Regions from separate parts of the Hordeum vulgare genome. Here region 1 is linked to region 2. The links are chromatin contacts, called in public Hi-C maps. All regions are on one chromosome and are shown on one strand. Each heading gives the region's core, a stretch centred on a gene start, on an enhancer-like site or on the middle of the called end of the contact. The rest is flanking DNA. Distances are from core to core; before and after follow the strand shown. Region 1 holds the start of LOC123439269 (endo-1,4-beta-xylanase 1-like). Region 2 holds the start of LOC123442563 (delta(7)-sterol-C5(6)-desaturase-like).

Region 1 (4,329 bases), core at 555-3,054, 180 kb after region 2:
AGCCAGACGGGCAGGTCGGTGGTGGCGAGCTTGTCGAGCGCGTCGCAGATGATCTCGCCGGCGGGGTTGGTGACGTGGCCCTGCAGGCCGATGCCGCCGACGGGGGCGCCCTTCTCCATGAGCGCGTTGACCTGCGCGATGTACTTGTCCGGGGTGGCGCTGGGGTCGCTGCCGCCCTCGACGTTGTAGTCGTTGACGAAGAGGGCGGCGCCGGGGTCGATCCTGGCCGTCTCCTTGAACATGAAGGCGTTGATGTCGTCGCCGAGGCGGTCCTGGAAGAAGGTGCCGTGGAGCATCTCGTTGTTGACGTCGTAGTGCGGGAACCGGCCGGCGTAGCGGGTGAGGAGGCTGGTGAGGCGGCCCTGGACGGCGGCGGCGAGCTGGTCGTTGGGCAGGTCCTTGACCCACTTCTGCACCATGCGGTCGACGGCCCAGAAGATGCAGTGGCCGCGCACCGGCTTGCCGTGCCGGTCGCAGAAGTCGAGCAGCGCGTCGGGGTCGGCGTAGTTGAGCTGCCCCTGCACCGCCTCCGTGTGGTACCACTTGAGCTCGTTCTCGAACACCGCCCAGTCGAAGTGCTTGGTGAAGTAGTCCACGAACGCCGGCTCCTGGATCACCGCCGGGTTGATGCACGCGCCGAACGCGAAGCTCGTGTCCATCTGCATCACCCGGATCGACGCCCCCGACACCGCCGACGACGCCCCGGCGCCGGCGAACTTGAGCACCACGTCCCGCCTCCGCACCTACGTTCATGCACGGTCCGCATGAGTCGTTGCGTTACTTACGTGTCAAACAAAACACCAGTTTGGTGCCACCGTAGCTGCCTACGTACATTTATGCGGTTTGGTGGCAGGCTATGCGTACGTACGTGTCAACCGAAACCAAGCAGTAAGTCGCTATCAGTTTGGAGTGATAGATGGTGTGATGATGGGAGAGGTGACTCACCTTGTCAGTCTTCTTCCTGAGCTTCTTGAAGCGGGCCTTGCGGTCCGTGGCGAACACCTGGAGATCCATCACCTTGACGTCGACGCCGGGGGGCGCGCCCTGGACGTGCACCGCGGCGCCGGACGGCGGGATGGCTTTGAGCCGGAACACGCCCTTGATCTCCGTCCACCTGCCGGCCTCGGCGCACACCGCGCCGCCCTCGACCACCATCGCGCACTCCCCGCCCTCGCCGCCGTCCAAACGAATGTTGACGCGCACCGCGTGCTCCCCGGCGGCGCCGTCGCCGAGGCCGATCCACCCGGCCACCCGGTACGTGACCCTGGGCTTGAGCGCGCCGGCGGGGATGGCCTGGCAGAGGCCGTCCTCCTCGCCGCCGCGGCCCGCCGCCAGAATGTACCTGCCGCTCGGCCTGTACCCGTCCTCCACGTCGTTGATGGTCTCCGTGGGCACCCTGGCCGACTCCTCATGGCGCACCGACAGCTCCGTGCACGCGCCTACCGCCGCCCACCCGGCGAGCCCGTCCTCCAGCGCGCTGTTCCGGATCACGTTGGCGTCGAACTCCACCCCGTGAGCGCAGCTGCAGGCCATGGAGCTAAGAGGACGAGGAGGAGGCAGGGGAGGAGGAGCGTGCTTGTCGTCGGTGGCAGGTGGCGCGGTGGTGCGGTGAGATGGGGGAGGGATCGCGGCGGCCGGCGGTATATAAAGGGGGGAAGGTCGGCCATCGGGATCACGGCGAAGCAGCTCGAAAGCAGCGCACCGAACGGCCGTCGCAAAATATTGCAGAGGCTCGAAGCAACCACCGCACCTCCACAGACCATGCATCCTTTTTTTCCCCTTCTGTCTCTCTCTCTCTCCCTGCTTTTGAGTGACAGTAAAGCTTGCGCAAGGCCTGGCGGTCGCATCGCGCGAACTTGAGGAGACCGGCCGCGACTGGCGTGTGGGCCCGGGCCGGCGTGTCAGCGGGGCGGCTGTTGGATCTGATAGGCTGTTTTGTTTGTGGTAAGCATGATGGTGATGATTACAGGCACTACCAGAAGCATGATCGATGGGTCCGTCCATGCTCCTTTTCTTGGCTTTGGGAGGAAGAGACGAGTAATTTAAAGCGAGCTTGGTGGCCCAACACACATGCAGATTTCATCAGCTCGATCGATCGATCAGGAATTGGACCAATCGGGGCTTAGATTCTACATCAACTTTCCGTCGTAATCCCAGGACATTATATCCCTCCCTATTCTAATCTTAACTGGACTTTGCAGTGCAGCAGCCACCGAAACCGACACCAACACAACACCAACCTCAGTAACTCAACGCACCGTCAAGCGCCATTTGCCTACGATCAAATTCCCAAGAGTACCGGACCGGCATTATTATTATATTATTTTAAAAGAAGAGAAGAGCAAGAGGAGGACGACGCTGGCATGCAACGGAATGCAAGGCAGAGGACCGGGCCGGCGGCAACAACGTTGGACCCGTGCGTACGTCCATGACGGCGGTGGGATCGAGGAGGATCGGCGAGACGGCGACGCCTCGGCCAACTTGCGGCCGCCCCACCAACGGGGAAACATGCATGGCGGTCGACGGCGGCCACGACGATGGGCCGTGGGATTTAGGCTTACGAAATGGGATTACCAAGCTTCAAGACACGAGCATCGCCCGGCTAAAAGCGAGGTTTGGTGGCCCGTTCCGTTTTCTGTGGCTGTAAATGTCGTGTGTTTACACAGGCCAATCACGAGCCGAGCCTCTCCACTTACATACATGGATGGATGGGAACGAAATCATTAGGCTGCTCATAATGGGAAGTAACTAGGAGTAGTAACATAATGTTGTTACTACTCTATGTTACTACCTCCATAGTGGGGAGTAACATACATGTGGTGTCATGCAAACTAGCATTTATTAGGTTATAGACACATAATGCATTGAAATATGTGATGTGATGGTAACTAGCTATGTTACTACCACCATCTCTCTCCGCATTAATTACTTGCCATGTCGGATTTTTTACCTACGTGGCGTTGATGTTACTACTTAGTTACTTCTCACTATGGCTAGTCTTATTCTGATATTCTCAACTATCTTTGCTATGAACTGAACTCGATATAAAAGTATTTCACGATCTGATCCTTTTGATAACGTCATAGCCCGTGTCGTACTGTCCAACATAGAAACGCCAACCAAAATAACATTTCGGTACTTACCCAGCCGAGCATGCGTACGTAACAGGTCAGAAAACATCGAGCTAGATGACATTTCTGAAAACACCATTAACCCTAGCGTTTCTATATAGGACAACAACTTCAAAGGTCATGTCGTTTCTATGTTATTCGGAAACGCCAAGGCCTTTAACGTTGCTGCCCTACATAGAAATGTCGGGGGTTAGTGGTGTTTTCAGAAACAGGATCTAGCTCGGTGTTTCTGGCATATGTCATGTACTCGGCCTGGCAGTGGACAAAGGCAGAAACTATATCTAGCTCGGTGTTTTTATGTTGGGCAGTAACGCCACCAGCTATCACGTTGCCAAGAGGGTTAAATCGTAAAATATTTTCATGTCAAGTTTAGTTTGTGATAAAGATCGCTGAGAAGGTTAAAATAGTAATTTCGGCTGATGGATAGTTTTCGAATCATTTAGGTCATGCGCATCAATTTGTTGCTGGATGGTTAGAGGGACCGTGCTATTTTCAACTCATCAGGGTTCAAGTTTTAATGCTCACATTTATTTCATCATTTACGGCGATGCGCATTCAATGAAAGGAACGTTTCCGTCGACGACGAGGTATCTATGATAACTTCGTACATCTTAAAATGATATGTCGGTTTAGTCTTTCGAAGATATTTATAGAAATAAAATATGCGTGTATATGTTTATAAGGTTGAATTCGTATATATGTATATATATGGGCTCGCATCCTCCTTGTGTTCAACAAAAAAATCATTTGGATCGCTACGCAACGGCGATACGCGCGTACGCATGCACGCACGGGATTGATCGGTCCGTGCATACGTGACGGCCCAAGCAAGCCATGATTGAGAAGGTGGAAGGGGAATAAGTTGGAAGCAGCGTACATGGGAACGGCGTGCTCTTGTCCTGGCTAACCGAATCTCATCAGAGGCCACGTTTGTTCGTGCGGAGGGAAAAAGCCTGCCAAACTTCCCTCCAAAGTTACGCCTCCACGAATTGCCGCCGTCCGCATGAGGCAATGGACAAGGTCAAACCGGGAGCAAAAGGGTACCCCCTTGTGGGAGGGATGCAGCCGATCGTTGGAGAACGCACGCCGCCACGTGTCACGCTCTCGAAAATACTTTTTTCTTTATTTATTTTTCGGAATTAGCTTGGGTTTTCTTTTATTTCTTGAGTTTTTTTGGTTTCTTTGTTTCTTTTACATG
Region 2 (4,246 bases), core at 1,718-4,217:
AAAACTCAAACTCGTATATGGCAGATTCTGTCATGAGTCTCGTGCTATTCATATTCAGACGAAGACGATGAACATAGACGAGAGGAGCGGCGACGACTCATCGTGGGAGGAGGAGGCGGGCGGAGTTGATGGAGGTGGCCGACCAGTGGCGTCGGGGTCGAGTGGCGCGCGACAAGGTCGGGGCCGAAGGAGTGACGACGGTGGCGTCAGGGTCAGAGACGAGAGGATCAAGCGTCTGCGGTGTTGGGGTTGGGGGAGCGGAGACGGTGGCGATCCAACAGACTGGTGGCGTCGTGCGTGGGTTCGACGTCGAAGTGGAGAGGAAGATTGCCGAGGGAGAGTCGCTGACGTTTTATATCCCAACCCTTTAATCTCGGTTCATGACTCCAATCGGGACCAAAGGACCCTTTAGTCCCGGTTGGAGCCACGAACCGGGACTGAAAGGTTGGGATCCTGCCCTTTCGGCTGACGAAATTCCCCCTTTAGTCCCGGTTGGAGGCTACGGCCGGGACTAAAGGCTTGGCCTCCTGCCATTTGCGTGTGCGAAATTTCACCTTTAGTCCCGGTTGGTAGCTCCAACCGAGACTGCTTTTAGTCCCGGTTGGAGCCACCAACCGGGACTAAAGGGTTGGTGCTGGCACGGCCCACACGGGATGTAAGTTTAGTCCCACCTCGTCGGGCAAAGGCCGCTCGCAGCGGTTTATAAGCCCCGTTGCGACTATCGTCCTCAGCTCCTCTCCAAAGCACGCAGTAAATGCCTAAATTTCATATCTACCCCTGTTGGGCCTACTTGTTACGCGGGCCTGCATCCTGGCCCATGTGTAAATGAGTTCTAGTCGTATGCACACCGTGGTTGGCTTAGTAGGCAGGCGTTCTTTTTTATTTTTTTGCTATTATTTTTGCTATTATTTTTAACATGTTTCAACTCCAGACTTTTTGTGTGTTCAGTATGCACCATCCAAAACCACGTAATCAATTTTCAACCTTTTTTGACTTCATTTTTTCTATTTTTCATGCATTTAATAATTTTTTAAGCTAAATGACCCTGAAATTGAAAATCACTACAAATGAATTCTGAAAAAGTTGAAATTTGGCATAGTATCATAATTTCACCCACATGACAGTTGCTACAAAGTTAAGAGGGTTACGACAAAAACTTGATGCACTTTGTGTACAAAATGGACAATCTCTTTCGAAGTATCACAATTTCACACGAAAAATCATCTGTTACATAGGGAATTTATTTTTTAGAACTTATTTTAACTCTAGACTTTTTGTACGTTTAGTATGCATAATTCAAAGCCACGTGATCAATTTTAACTCTTTTCTGACTTCATTTTCTATTTTCATGCATTTAATGATTTTTTAGCTAAATGACCCTGAAATTGAAAAGCGCTACAAATGAACTATGAAAAGATTGAAACTTGGCATGATGTCATAATTTCACACATATAGCATGTGACAAAAAGTTGAGAGGTTACGACAAAAACTGGATGTACCTTGTGTACAAACTGGACAATATCTTTCGAAATATCAGGTTTTCGGACGAATATTTATTTGTTAAAAAGTGATTTCATTTTTTAAACATATTTTAACACCAGACTTTTTTTGCATTCAGTATGCATCATTCAAAGCCACGTAATTAATTTTCAACCATTTCTGACTTTATTTTTTTATTTTTCATGCATTTAATGATTTTTGAGTTAAATGATCCTGAAATTGAAAAGCGGTAGAAATGAACTCTGAAAAGGTTGAAACTTGAGATGATATTATAATTTCATTCACATAACATGTGCTAAAAAGTTGAGAGAATTATGACAAAACTGGATGCATCTCGTGTACAAACTTGGCAATCTCTTTCGAAACATTAGGGTTTCGGACGAAAACTAATGTGTTACAATGAGATTTCAATTTTTAGAACATATTTTAATTCCAGACTTTTTGTGCGTTTAATATGCACCACTCAAAGCCACGTAATCAATTTTCAACCATTTTCTGACTTTATTTTCTATTTTTATGTATTTAATTATTATTTTTAAGCTAAATGGTCCTGAAATTGAAATGCACTACAAATGAACTCTGAAAATGTTGAATCTTAACATGACATTATAATTTCATCCACATAGCATGTGCTAAAAAGTTGAGAGAATTACGACAAAAACTGGATGCACTTCATGTACAAACTGGACAATATATTTCCGAGTATGAGGGTTTCGGATGAAAACTCATATGTTACAAAGAGATTTCATTTTTAACATATTTTAATTTTAGACTTTTTGTGCGTTCGGTATGCACCATTCAAAGTCATGTAACCAATTTTTAATCCTTTTTTCTATTTTCATGTATTTAATGATTGTTTTGAGCTAAATGATCGTGAAAGTGAAAAGCGTTACAAATGATCTTTGAAAATGTTGAAACTTGGCATGATATCATAATTTCATTCACATAACATATGCCAAAAAGTTAAGAGGGTTACGACATAAACTGGATGCACTTCGTGTAAAAACTGGACAATCTCTTTCGAAGTATCATGGTTTCGGACGAAAATTTATCTTTTTTATAAAGTGATTTTATTTTTAAAACTTATTTTAACTCCACACTCTTCGTGCGTTCAGTATTCGCCATTCAAAGCCACGTAATCAATATTCAACATTTTTCTGTCTTTATTTTTTGTTTTCCATGTATTTAATGATTTACAAACGAAAATCAGATCTCGATTTATTTCAGCAAAAGGATCGAAACACAAAATTTAGCATTTTTTGTTTTCCATGTATTTAATGATTTATAAAGGAAAATCAGATCTCGATTTATTTAGCCGGCGGCAGATGCTTTTTGGCAGCCGATGGCTCCTACGGCATGGATCCAGCACCCCTGAGTCGCCGGCATTTGTGTCACGCTCTCCTTGGGGCAATACAAAGGACGGGGACGAAAGAAACCGCCGCTCCACCACCTGGGCTGGGCACATGGTATACAGAACAGATCGCACCGCCCTCCTCCTCCTCCTCCTCCTCCTGCCTTTTAAAACCCCACCCCACAGCCTGCGAGCATCTCTCCCCCACGCTTTGCAGGCCCGCCCCCTCCACCCACCCACCAGGCACACCCACCGCTGCCGGCAATGGCGGCGGCGGCGGCGGCGGCGGCGGCGGGGGAGGATTACTGGGGCCTGTTCCGGGAGGAGACGGACTGGTACAACGAGATCTTCCTCAGCGCGGTCGTCCCCGGCGGCGGCGGCTGGTGGCGGGCGCTGCCGCACCCGCTCCGCTCCTGGCTGCGCAACTGCATCGGCGGCTACCTCCTCTACTTCGCCACCGGCTTCCTCTGGTGCTTCGTCATCTACTACTGGAAGCGCAACGCCTACATCCCCAAAGGTCCCGCCTTTAACCCTCCCCTCCCCTCCCCACATGCTAGCACAGTAGTGTCCTAGAATCCTACCGGTCCCAGAGTATTAATTCTCCTACCCCTCGCCCTCCCCTTGTTGATTAATTGGTTCTTCTCCTCCGAGGATTTGGTGAGGATTGAAAGTGTGTTCCGTGAAAGGGATTTGGGCTTGGGCCTCACTGCTCCCGTGAGCCAAGAAAATGACGGCGAGAGGTCGATTTGTTGGTGAGGTAAGAAAAGGAATGCCGCCGCCTTTCGATCCCCAATTTATCAGTGTTTCCGTCTGGAATTCACTGCTCAAGATTCGGGGGGCTTCGTGGCATTTATCCACCAGCTGCTGGGCCTGTGTGTGCTCAACTCCAACCTCTCAGTTTGGTTGGGAGGTTTGGGGTCACATCTTGGGTTTGTCCGCAGGCTCGTCGATGGTCACAAAGATCGACTGAGCAGACACTTCTCTGTCCAACAGATCGCCTGAATAGATACTGAAGGACAAATATATGGCAATCATTGCACTGGGGCAGGAGTCCAATCCTGCTGTTTTTCCAAGCACTAATAAGCAGTTCGTTGCTTGATCGAGCTGGTATTTGCTTGTTGAACCAAACCTCCTGCTTCATTACTGCTTGGTTATATTATGGGACGGAGGGAGTATTTTCTCCTGTTTGTGTTCTTGATCAGATCGCGGATCAAGTTAGATGAGAGGGATAAAAGAGAGCTTGCACGTTACTCGTGGATGTGAGACAGCTAACATTTTGAAGTGGCTGATGTATACTTAGACTGCCAACGTCTTCGGGGCGTTTTTCTAATGCCTCGCCAGATTGCATCATGATTTAATTTATTAGTTTTGCCGGCTTATTAGCTCAATCACATG

Evidence for each region. Hi-C and Micro-C count contacts between places; a contact is called where the count stands out from the background.
Region 1: a Hi-C map of leaf shows a contact between it and region 2, with 2.4 times the contacts expected there. The contact joins the promoter of LOC123439269 here to the promoter of LOC123442563 in region 2. A contact is called at or near these places in 3 of 6 Hi-C or Micro-C datasets (leaf and seedling).

Annotation. Positions count from the first base shown.
Region 1 is chr3H:14,237,895-14,242,223 of MorexV3_pseudomolecules_assembly, forward strand. It overlaps LOC123439269 (endo-1,4-beta-xylanase 1-like), which reads right to left and starts at 1,805. Exons shown (of 3, transcript XM_045116005.1): 1 at 946-1,805; 2 at 1-743. The coding sequence starts at 1,767.
Region 2 is chr3H:14,055,952-14,060,197 of MorexV3_pseudomolecules_assembly, forward strand. LOC123442563 (delta(7)-sterol-C5(6)-desaturase-like) reads left to right here and starts at 2,968. Exons shown (of 3, transcript XM_045118642.1): 1 at 2,968-3,368. The coding sequence starts at 3,116.